Linked DNA regions of Callithrix jacchus: region 2 is linked to region 1. Evidence: chromatin contacts called from public Hi-C data. All regions are on one chromosome and are shown on one strand. Each heading gives the region's core, a stretch centred on a gene start, on an enhancer-like site or on the middle of the called end of the contact. The rest is flanking DNA. Distances are from core to core; before and after follow the strand shown.

Region 1 (6,152 bases), core at 1,106-3,605:
CCCACCTTCAAGGCTGCAGATGGTGAGGAGCAGCACAGTTGCTGTGAGCAGCTTCATGTTGGTAACAGGGGCGAAGGCAGCCTAGGAACAGGGTGGTGGGGGTTGGGGTGACACTGAAGCCAAATGGGCTTCAGCTCCTCCCCAGGGATTCCAACCTGGCTCTCTCCCTCTCCACAACCGAAACCCAGGCCTCTTTGGATGCTGCCGACACCTCTTGCCTCCCCATCTTACCCAGTCAGCGTCTCTGTCTTTGGCGCCTGTGCCAGCCCTGGCTGGAGAGGTAGGGGCTATATACTACCAGTCTGTTTATCCACCCCCTGTCAGGTGACAGGAACTATTGATGGGCCTAGTGGGGCAGGGACCATTTTGGGATAAACAAGTTGGACAAATGGGGGAGGAGAAGACAAGCACATGGGAGACTGACTCATGGTGATGGGGTGACAGGCAGGGGGTACAGCCCTTAGTGAAGACTAAGGGGGTACACTTCAATATATTTGAGGTTCATTCTTTTGAGATCTGAGGTACTTGGATTTGAATGCAGCAGGAAGCAGGGTTTGAAGTTATTTCTCTGGAAACCTCTGACTTATCAACCCCTCAGCTCGTGGTATCTTTATTTCATTATGGGTAGATCTCATCTCCCAACTTTATCCTGCTTTACTGCGACTTGGCAGAGCGATACTGGGGAGCAGAAGAAAGGAGAAAGAAATTGAAATCAGAGACAGGGCTGAGGGCTGTGGGGGTTAGGGGAATGAAGGTCAGGGTTAGAGGGCAAGTGTAAATGACTTTGTTCCTTTTTGAGTTAATGTGTAATGAGACAGGGGGAGAAAACAAGAGAGCCCAGCCTGACTTGGATGCTGATCAGGGAGCCTACCCTACCCCCAGTAAAACAAATTCAGAAAACAGCTTCTGCCCATCCTCTCCCAGTGGAGGGCTCTGGCAGGAAAAGAGGTGAATACGAGGCTGTTGCCAGGATAAAGGTTGAAGGTGCCAGGTCATTTGATTACCTTATCAGTTCTAGGCAATAATCAGCCAATATTGAGTCAGCAGGGGCAACAGCCCCGGCCCTCGTCTCACTCCTGTTGGGGGCGGAGGAGGGAGAGAGGTACATTCCCAGGTTTAAAGCATTTGGGTAAAATCAGTTAAATAGATATCAGAAGTATTTTTATTTGTATCTTTCACCTTTTGTCCCCCAAGCTTACTCCCTGAGTATGTGGAACCTTCCTGAGAAGTAAGGGTGGAGGTGTGGAGCTAATGAGGGAGGTAGTGACCAGGGACCAAGAAATCTTTGTTTTTTAACTTTTGTTTTAGGTTCAGAAGCATATGTGCGGGTTTGTTACATAAGTAAACTTGTGTTATGGGGGTTTGTTGTACAGACTATTTCATCACCCAGGTATTAAGCCTAATACTCATTAGTTATTTTGAGTATAACTAATACTCCTCCCACCCTTCGCCCTCCAAGACCAAAAAATCTTACTCTATCTTCAGTTATTCCCCTGTGGAGCGTGTAGTGCTTGAGGACAGCCCATTGCCTTCCCCATGGTGCTGGGATGGGGTGCATTTGGGGACCAAGCCCCATATTCCTAGATTTTATTTGCCAACTGTGCCTGGGGACTCAGGGAAGGAAGGGTTAAATACAGAGAACAGCTGTTTCAGCGAGTACTTCCGCTAGAATTCACTCCTCTGAGCCAAACTCACACCAGTTTCCATTGTACCTAGTGGGCAAGAGTGGGGACTTCGAGAGATGTAGACCTCCAGAAGAGAAGGGTGGGTCCCTATCCTAGGGAGTGCTCAGCTTAATGAGTAGTACTCATCGGAGGTGAGCTGTGGGGGGCTGTGAGGATTCCCCAAGGGCTTTTTGGGGAGAGGGGAGAGATAGAAATAAACCAGGGTTCTAAAGAAGCCTTCATAAACGTTCTCTCTGTCACCCTTCACACAATGCCAGTCTACAAGCTGCAGTTTCACTTTTCTCATGAGTGATACTACATGGGTGGAAGGAGCTTCAATGGCCCAAGCTAGAAGATGCTCCCTCTAGTGTCTTGCATGCTCATAAGTTTTTTCCCGACCTTGGAGAGGCCTAGTGATCTAAGGCCATCCACTTAAGTCTAAGGGGCCACCAGTCAAGTCCCGCCCGCCTCTGCAGCGCCAGAGTTGAAGCTCTTGGGCCGGCAGACCTGCCACTCATTTGCTTCCTCCCTTCGCGTTGGCCCCGGGTAGATAGAGAGGCTTCTTTTTTTTCCCCACTGATTGGGCGGGACCCAATCGGGGTGGGGTGGGTCTTTGACAGCCTTCTTCGCCAGATTCAAAGATGGCGCTTATGGCCACGCTAAAAATGCAGCGTGAAGCTGCAGTTCTGCCATCACTCAAGATGGCTGCCCCCATCAAGATGACCGGGGTGTGCCGGGGGAAAGGGGCAGCATGATGGTCTGAGATGGTAAGGGATACTGCACCATTGCGGGCCTGGTCTTGGGGCCTGGGAATGAAGAGTAGAGAGACTAGGGAGCAAGATGAGGTCTGTGGTGGGGGCTAGGATTAAAGAAAGGGAGAGGGGACAGGGGTGACAGGTGGGGGTGAGAGATCAAAGATGGGGCGGGAGTGTGCTTGGGGTTGTCTCCCCATGAGTGCCCTCTTCCCCTACTCTTCCTGTTCCAGGTCTAGCGTCGGACCATGTGGAAGTTTCTGGGACTGGGGAGCCGGATAATGGGGGTGGGGCCTGTTGGGGGGTAAAGGGGCAATAGCGTCCTTTCACAGGCTAACCCCGGCCCTTCCCCGCCCTCTGGACTAAAATGGGGAACACATTGGGCCTGGCACCAATGGGGACTTTGCCCCGCCGGAGCCCCCGCCGAGAGGAACCTCTGCCCAACCCTGGGAGCTTCGATGAGCTGCACCGGCTATGCAAAGGTGAGAACTTGGCATTTGGGTATCTCAAGATGAAGGGGCAGAGAAGTGGAGGGTCCTGAATGCTGGATGTCCGGCGATGGGAGCAGGAAAGGGGAGATCACAGCTGGAGCATGCAGAGTCAGAGAGGAGCCAGTGCCCAAATGAAGTGGAGCATTTCATTGCAGGACTTGAAAGGAGGTTAATTCCTCCAAAGTCCTCCCTATGGGATTGAAAGGGGAGACTACCTTTTGGGGTAGGGGTTCCTTGTTTGTGCTTATTCCTTCCCTTCCCCTACCCACTTCAGATGTATTCCCAGCACAGATGGAGGGCGTGAAGCTCGTTGTCAACAAGGTTCTGAGCAGCCATTTCCAGGTGCTCCCACTTCTCTGGCCCCTCCTTACTATTCCTCCTTTCCTGTCCCTGGATCCTCTTCTCCTTTCCTTTGTACTCCAGCCCTAGCCAGGCTATGTGGGACAAATGAGGGAGGATGTGGGGTTCTCTTTACCTCCCTTGCCTGTGGGACTTGTTGCTTTTAATCCAATGATCCTGTGTATGTTGGAGTATTTGGGATTCTTGAGAGGCCCTCTGGATGGGGAGAAGAGATGAAGGGTGGGATGAGGGATTGAAGTGGGCAGGAATGTGCCACTCTTCTCCACTGACTCCTCTTTCCTCAGGTGGCTCACACTATACACATGAGTGCCCTGGGCTTGCCGGGATATCACCTCCATGCGGCCTATGCAGGGGATTGGCAGCTCAGTCCTACGGAGGTGAGGGCTCCACACACCTGGGTCATCTCCCTAAAAGCCAATTTGGGACCCAGTTCTGGAGGAGGAGGAATTGTGGGTGTTATGAGGAGGAATGGGATATCTCTTCTGAATGGGAGAGGGTAGTAGAGAAACATTTTCTGTGAAGAGCCCAGAGTGTGTCTCTGTGACTCCACCAGGGGGCTCTGTGTACTGTTAATGAAGTCCTATATTTGGGTTGAGGCTGAGTGGTGCCACCCGGCTCAGCCTTACTACTGTGTACCCACTTCCACAGGTGTTCCCCACTGTAGTAGGGGACATGGACAGCAGTGGTAGCCTGAACGCCCAGGTCTTGCTCCTCTTGGCAGAGCGGCTCCGAGCTAAGGCTGTCTTCCAGGTGACCAGTTCCTGCCTCCATCCCCTGAGACACTTCCTCTTTCTCCTCCACGGGTTTCCTGCTCTGAGGGCTTGGAAGGAGGAGCAGGGTCAATAAAGATCATAAAGAGGGAGAGAGGCCGGTGCCGCTGCTCACGCCTATAATCCCAGCACTTTCGGAGGCCAACGTGGGTGGATCACCTGAGGTCAGGAGTTCAAGACCAGCCTGACCAACATGGTGAAACCCCTTCTCTACTAAAAATGCAAAAATTAGCCGGGTGTGGTGGGGCAAGCCTGTAATCTTAGCTACTCGGGAGGCTGAGGCAGGAGAATCTCCTGAACCCGGGAGGCGGAGGTTGCAGTAAGCTGATATCATACCACTGCACTCCAGGCTGGGGAACGAGAGTGAAATTCCGTCTCCATGTCAGGAAAAAACCAAAAAGAGGGAGGGAGATTTTACTTCTTGCTCTTGCCACCCAGACGCAGCAGGCCAAGTTCTTGACATGGCAGTTTGATGGCGAGTATCGGGGAGATGACTACACAGCCACTCTGACCCTGGGAAATCCTGACCTGATTGGAGAGTCAGGTGAGGAATGGGACAGGGTTCTTTTCATCTTGGCTGTCCATTTTGCTAATGTTGACTATGTCTGTTCATCTTCTGTATGGTTCAGAGTTTAGAAAAGGAACTTCTTGTGCAGACTCGGGTGGGGCTTATGGGGGTGAGGGAGCAGACCTGGATGTTGTCTCTATGGCTGACTCCGTGTCTCCCCATTCCCCCACAGTGATCATGGTGGCTCACTTCCTGCAGAGCCTCACTCATCGGCTGGTGCTGGGCGGAGAGCTTGTTTATCACCGGCGGCCAGGCGAAGAGGGGGCCATCTTGACACTGGCTGGGAAGTACTCGGGTATGGGGTTAAGTCTAGTAATGGCCAGGAGAGGCAATTCTGGACTTTTCTGGGGTTCCTGGCCTGTGTCATACTATAGTAACACACCTTCCCCTCTGCCCCTTGAATTTTACAGCTGTACACTGGGTAGCTACATTGAATGTGGGATCAGGCGGGGCCCATGCAAGTTACTACCACAAGGCAAATGAACAGGTGAGACCTCTGGCCTCCTTCCCCTCCTCCTCAGCAAGTTAGTCATGAATTTCTGTCCATCTGGACCTCTACCGCCCTGCTGACCTGGTCTTCTTCCTACCATGCTGTGTATATATTTCCATGCATGCCTTCATTCTGCTGATCCCCATCAGGACCCTTCTGCTCATCACTGATACTGATCTCTCATCCTTGCCCATGGTTCTCAGGTTCAGGTTGGAGTGGAGTTTGAGGCAAACACAAGGCTACAAGACACAACCTTCTCCTTTGGTTACCACCTGACTCTACCCCAGGCCAACATGGTGTTTAGAGGTGAGGGTTATTTGGAGACATCTGGCTATGCTGAGGGATGGAGGATGCAGAGGGAGGGAAGCTTGACCTTACTTCTGGTGACTATTTCTTCCAATCCCTGTTAAATAACCTAGTTGGTATTCTCTACCCCAACAGGCTTGGTGGATAGTAACTGGTGTGTAGGTGCTGTGCTGGAGAAGAAGATGCCCCCTCTGCCTGTCACCCTAGCCCTTGGAGCCTTTCTCAATCACTGGCGCAACAGATTCCATTGTGGCTTCAGCATCACTGTGGGCTGAGGTTGTCCCGGAGTCAGCCCCCACAGCTGCTGGAACCTCTGAGTCAGGTGCCCTAGGGCCAGAGACTAGGCCCCTCTCCAGAGCCCGCCTTGCTGGGTGACCTCTAGGACCCAGGAGCACAGTGGGGGACAGGACCATGCCCTCCTCAGAACTGGAGCTGCCACAGGGGCAGCTGATGAGGTGGAAGTTTGGGGATCCCCCCGCTGCTACCAGCCCCAGTATCACCTTCCCCATGCTCTTGTGGCTCTGGACTAAGGGGGAAGGATTAAGGGGTATGTCTGGCTGAATTCCCTCTGGTGTCCCCTGCCCCCAGACTTCCTTATTCCTTTCCCTGTGGTTAATCCTGCATGGGATTAGCTGACCATCCTGTTTTCCATCCCAGAGCCTCCCAAGACTGGGGAAGTAGGGCTGAAGGGCTAGATCTTTGGTCTCAGAAAGTGGGGCCCATCCATTCCCAGAAGGAGCTTCTTTACCTC
Region 2 (6,152 bases), core at 1,071-3,570, 150 kb after region 1:
TGTTGCGTTTGTTTGTCTTTTCCAGCTACTTTAAGAGAATATTTAAATTATTTTCTCTCATTTGGAAAATTTTTAAATTGAGATATTGAAAAACTTAATGATTTGTTCAAGGTCATAATCAGTTACTATTGTAGTCAGAATTAGAATCTAAGCCTGGCTACAATTTCAGGGATCTTCTTTTAAAGTTGTTGTTTTTTTTAACACTTTTTTTTTTTTAAGACAGGATATCACTCTGTTGCCCAGGCTGGAGTGCAGTGGCATGATCGCAGCTCACTGTAGCCTCGACCTCCCCAGGCTCAGGTGATCCTCCAACCTCAGCCTCCTGAGCAGCTGGGACCACAGGCATGCGCCACAATGCCTAGCTAATTTTTGTATGTTTTTGTAGAGACAGGGTTTCACTATGTTGCCCAGGCTAGTCGCGAACTCCTGGGCTCAAGTAATCTGCTTGCCTCAGCCTCCCAAAGTGCTGGGATTATAGGCATGAGTCACAAAATTATTTTTTTTCTAATTACGGAAGGAATACTAGCAAATTTCATTCCAGCAAATCAAACAATACCAAGCATTTACCTAGAGGAACTAAGTAAACCCCATAACACTAAATCTTGGTTATCTATTTCTGTATAACCACTTCAAAATTTAATGGCTGTGGCAGATTGTATTTTTCAAGACGGTTCTAACAAGATATTCCACACTACATGCGCTTCTTAAATGTGACTCTCCTCCCATTAAGAGGTGGAGTCTATATTCCCTCCTCTTGAATTTGGGTGGGCCTGTAAATGCAAGGTCGAAAAGGTGATACATCTTCCCCTCGATTTTCTTAGGAGTCACTCAGAATCCAGCCACCTTGGAAATGAGGAAGCAGAACAACCTCATGGAGAAACCACATAGGTGTTCTGCTGACAATCCCGGCTGAGATCCCAGTCAACAGCCAGCATAACCTCAGACATATGTTGAAGTAAATTAAAATGGAGACCATGCCTGAAGAATCCCTGAGCAGACAAAACCAGGCCTCATAAGTGACCTCAGCCTTGCTTGATTTACTAACACAAGGGAAACTTATGTTGAGCCATTTCTTGTAAATGTCTATATTAAAGAAAAACAGAACTTAAACTCAACCAATTGGAAGTAGCCAACAAACTTATATAACTAGGGACTTTCCAACAAGTTAGAATGAATAAAGCAACTGTATAATTGCAATCAATCAAATTTTTTATTTTGCTTCCACATTTACCCCATAAATACTTACCCCTGATGATTTGTCATGGGAAAACTAAGCTTCTAATTTCTTTTGGTTTGGTATTTCCCAATTCATAGATTGCTTCCTACTCAAATGAACTTTTAAATTTTTTTTGTGTGCCTCAGTGCACCTTTTACATATGTGAATGAGCAATTCCAAATGATTAGGGTTCCAAGCTTTTAAGTCATCTCAGGCTTCCAACTCTTCTCAGCTGAGGTCTCAGTGCTTCTGAAGCACAGACAAATCATCCACACTATACCCTTTCCAAATTCTTGACCCACATAATCCATGACATAATAAACTGGTTGCTGTTTTGCACCAGTAAGTTTGGAGTGGTCTGTTACACAGCAGTCGGTACCTGGAACACTCCCTTATCTTCCCCAAGGTAGCATCTTGGTGAAGGTGGAGCTACCAATGACCTAGAGATAGCAGAAAAAGGAGGCAACCTCAAGTCCCTGTGACTAGACTCTGGCACCCTAATGCTCTCAGATGTGTTGGGCTGGCCTCGTCCCTGAGTACCTTGTGCTGAGCGAAGTACAGCTTTTTCTGTTGGGCCTTTTGGAGTATCATCCTAACATTGACTTCTCAAGTGTCCGGTCTCATACCATCCCATTTGCCTCTAGTTGCCAAGTCCCTGCCCAGCGGGCTTCCTTGTCTTATTCCCAGACTTCTACAAAAGACATTTATTCTTGTCTAGGTATATTCCCTTAGAAGGAGATAGGAGTCAAATTTGTTCAGAATCCATTCCTCTCTCCATTCCCTCAACTCCTGATGGAGCTGGGGAAAGTTCTCACCACTTACTCCAAAGGGTTTTAAAATCCATTCCCTCAGGAGCAGGAGGCTTAGATTCCTTCCAGCACTGGCTTTGCCTTCAGGGTTTCACTGGAATATTTGAGAATGTTCTGCAAGGGATGAAGGGTGAGCAGCTGTGTTTGTTCAAAGCAGCAGGAAGTACTGCTGGACGCCAAACCCAGCCTCCTGCAGTTTCCTCACTGCCTCATCGTGTGGCCAGAAGAAGCCAAGCTATCCACCCCTTCCATGGTAGGGCTGGGGCTCATGTTCCTTTATTTGGTTCGAACCTCCCAGTTTACCACCCCAAGGACTTGAAGATAAATCACATTCTCAGCAGGCCTGGTTTCAAGTGATGCACCAGCATAAAAAGGGATTTGCAGGCAGTCAGTATAAATCATCTGGGTTTGGATCTAGCTCCAACACTTAATATAATGGGATCTCAGGCATGTCTCTACAATTTTACCTCTTCATCTGTAATATTTTTCTCTTCTTTTCTTTTTTTAAAGATGGGGTTTCACCGTGTTGGTCAGGCTGGTCTCAGGTGATCCGCCCGCCTTGGCCTCCAAAATGCTTGGATTACAGGCGTGAGCCACCACGCCCGACCCATCTGTAATATTTTGATAATAGTTATTTCATAAGATTATTAAAAGGATTCGATGACATAGGAAGTAAACGTAAAGCAAGAGTTAGTTACGATTAGAAAATGCATGTTAGCAAATTAAAGACTGAGAAAGCGATTTAATTAAAGAGAATTGCTTAATTATGTTCAACCCCAGATTTTCCTGCTTGATAAATTTACAGAACCCTTTCAAACGACACACCAGTAATTAGGATTAGGGTGGAGACGGAGGAACTGGAGTGAACGGGACTCGACTGGAACACGTCCACGCAAGAGTACGGGGTGAGGTGTGCAGGTCAGTGGGACCGCCACTCCCCTCGGGAAGGACACGGCAGTCTTTTAGTCCTCCTGGGGCTGAACCCGCGACGTCTACGCGAGGCTGACGGGACAGCGTGTTTGGATTAGCTCTTTTTCCGCCCCCTCGCCACAGCCCGCGCGCGTTCCGCTCTGCTTCCCTTCCACCCGCGTGTTGCCAGTACAGTCTCTGTCTCGTCCAGACCCCACTGTCGGGAACTGAGAACAGCCTTTCCCAGACTTCAGGTCTTGATTCACGCCTCCTGGCGGGAAAACTCCCGACTTCGGCGAGGAGCGGGGAGGGGAGCGGGGCGGGGTGCAGCGAGAGGAGGGGCGGGGCTCACGAGTGACGGAGGGCAGAAGGGCGGGGCGCAAGAGCGACTGAGAGCTGGACGCGGGTGAGAGGAGGGGCTTCGCGTGGGAGTGACTGAGGGAACCCTCAGGGGCGGGAGGGGGTGAGGCGCTCCTGGGTGTCCTTGAGCTTGCGGGAAATTCGGGTAACTGTTTCCCCAGGCCTCAGGCCTTCTGCGTCAAATGTGGGGTCTTCACTAGGCCTATGAGGTTGGCCGACGTTCAGGTGCCGGAGAGGAGCCGCCTACCCTGGGGCTGGGCAAGGGACTCTGCCTGGGCGCGCCTGGGCCGGGGAGGAGCGCAGGGCTTGATGCAGGGCACCTCGGCGTGATTCGCGGCGGGAAGTCTTTTCCACCCCTACCCTGATTTCCCCCATTCTCTTTCCTCGAAGCAACTGTTAACAGTTTCTTGCGTGCCCTTCCTAGATGATCTTCAGTCGTCCCTCGGTACTTTTCCAGGTTAGCACCCCACACTAAAATCTGCGGTCGCTCAAGTCCCTCCTATAAAATGGCATAGTATTTACATATAACTGCGCACATCCTCCCGCACAATTTAAATCAGCTATGGATTACTTGTAATACCTAATACAATGTAGTTATGCTGTGTTGTCTGTATTTGCATTATCTTTTGTTATTTTTCCCATTGTTTTGGGAACCTGCTGACGTGGGAGGCCAACTGTGGGAGGCCAACTAGATCTATACATGTATATATTTATATGTGCATAAATATCTTTCCTCCATTTTCCCCTTACTCAAATACCACACACTATATACACTACTCTTCACCCGAGTCTTTTCAGTTAGCAGTAAGTCTCGAACCTGTCCAAGAGCAGGATGACATGCAAAATAAGTGATTTAAAACTCTTTTTATGGCTGGGCTTTAGAGTACTTCCAGCTTTTTTCTTCCTTTTTTCGTTTTTCCTTTTTGAGACGAAGTCTTGCTCTGTCGCCAGGCTGGAGTGCAGTGGCGCGATCTCGGCTCACTGCAACCTCCGTCTCCCGGGATCAAGCGGTTCTCCCGACCTCAGGTGATCCACCTGCCTTGGCCTCCCAAAGTGCTGGGATTACAGGCGTGAGCCACCGCACCCATCTAGTCTCCATCTATTGACTTCATGATCTGTCCGCCTTGTCCTCCAGAGTGCTGGGATTACAGGCATGAGCCACTGCGCCTAGCCATACTTCCAGCTTTTTACTACTATTTTGACAGAGGGCTCACCTATGGGAATTAAAAGATGCGTTTCTAGCCTGGGCATATAATGAAACTTGTCTCTACAAAATTAAATGAAATTAACTGGGTGTGGTGGTGGGCACCTGTGGTCACAGCTACTTGGGAGGCTGAGGTGAGAGAATTCCTTGAGCCTGGGAATTCGAGGCTGCAGTTTCAAGCAATTCTCCCGCCTCAGCCTCCCTAATAGCTGGGATTACAGCGTGCACTACCAAGCCTGGCTAATTTTTATTTAGCAGAGACAGAGTTTCACCATGTTGGCCAGGCTGGTCTTGAACTCTTGACTTCAGGTGATCCGCCTGCCTCCACCTCCCAAAGTGCTGGGATTACAGGCTTGAGCAACCCTGCCTGGCCTGAAGTGGGGAGATTTTATGCAGCTGGTGAATAAAGGAGGGGGAGTTTCAGAGACTTGAGGGGAAAAGTCTGTGCTGCTTTAGTCTCAGATAACACCTTGAACAACCAGCTTCTGGGTGTCAGCAGCTGGGTGCAACATCCTTAAAGGCATTCACTAGTATCTTCTGCATTTTTTTTTTTTTTTTAAGAGACAGGGTCTCACTGTCACCCAGGCTGGATCGCATGACACAATCTTGGCTCACTGCAATCTCCGCCTCCTGGGTTCAAGCAGTTCTCCCACCTCAGCCTCCTGAATAGCTGGGATTACAGGCATATACCACCATGCCTAGTTAATTTTCGTTTTGGGGTTTTTGTTTGTTTGTTTCTAGAGATGAGGTTTCACTCACTGTGTTGGCCAAGGTGGTCTTGAACTCCTGACCTGAAGTGATCCGCCTACCTCCACCTCCCAAAGTGCTGGGATTACAGGCTTGAGCCACCATGCCTGGTCCTTCTGCAATTTTTTTTTTTCAGGACTTTAAATTATATTCTTCTGCTTGACAAAGAAAGCAGTACATTAGCAGTTTATAATTACATTGTAGAAGGAATATTGGGCAAAACACAGGTGCAAGCAAGCAAGGGCCTGACCAGAATTTTCATCATTTCAGTCACTAGAAATGCTGGTGTGGTGATATCTCAAGGGGTCTGGTTACAAATTACCTGAGAAATTCTATGGGAAGCCATGGTCTTGTTTCTTCTCATAAACAAGGCCTGTCTCTCTGTCCCTGGATTTCCCTCTTGTATCCTTGTAAGGATTAGACTTTGTTTTTTTGTGTTTATTTTTAGATATGGAGTTTTACTCTGTCACCCATGGATGGAATGCAGTGCTGCAATCATAGGTCACAGCAGCTTCAAACTCCTGGGCTCAAGCCATCCTCTGGTTTCATTCTCCCAAGACCAGCCTGGCCAACATGGTAAAAGCCCGTCTCTCCCAAAAATACAAAATTAGCTGGTCGAGGTGGTGCACACCTGTAATCCCAGCTACTCAGGAGGCTGAGGCAGGAGAAACACTTGAACCCAAGAGGCAGAGGTTGCAGTGAGCCGAGATCATGCCATTGCACTCCAGCCTGGCCTTTAGAGCAAGACTCTATCTAAAAAAAAAAAAAAAAGAAAAAAAAAATCACAGGGCCTGGTGGCACATACCTGTAGCCCTGTTACAGGAGATAGGAAGAAATTATTTAGGCACTCTAGCCTCCAGTCTGGGTAACAGAGTAAGACCCTGTAAAAAAAAAAAAAGCCTTAAAC

What was found. A called contact is a pair of places that touch in the nucleus more often than the background predicts.
Region 2: a Hi-C map of skeletal muscle shows a contact between it and region 1, with 2.4 times the contacts expected there. The contact joins the enhancer-like site here to the promoter of TOMM40L in region 1. A contact is called at or near these places in 3 of 3 Hi-C or Micro-C datasets (induced pluripotent stem cells and skeletal muscle).

Annotation. Positions count from the first base shown.
Region 1 is chr18:21,085,654-21,091,805 of calJac240_pri, forward strand. TOMM40L (translocase of outer mitochondrial membrane 40 like) reads left to right here and starts at 2,356. Exons shown (of 9, transcript XM_078356132.1): 1 at 2,356-2,431; 2 at 2,749-2,898; 3 at 3,552-3,644; 4 at 3,916-4,017; 5 at 4,476-4,581; 6 at 4,778-4,900; 7 at 5,016-5,092; 8 at 5,299-5,401; 9 at 5,537-6,152. The coding sequence starts at 2,429. The coding sequence ends at 5,676. APOA2 (apolipoprotein A2) reads right to left here and starts at 264. Exons shown (of 4, transcript XM_002760240.6): 1 at 232-264; 2 at 6-81. The coding sequence starts at 57.
Region 2 is chr18:21,234,916-21,241,067 of calJac240_pri, forward strand. No RefSeq gene overlaps it. Among named protein-coding and RNA genes, the nearest start is that of TRNAV-CAC, 4.2 kb to the right of the region's middle. Within about 2 kb of position 2,321, at least 12 of the 16 cell types and tissues checked have an H3K27ac peak or open chromatin away from gene starts, as enhancers often do. A contact at or near this core is called in skeletal muscle, where this site is marked.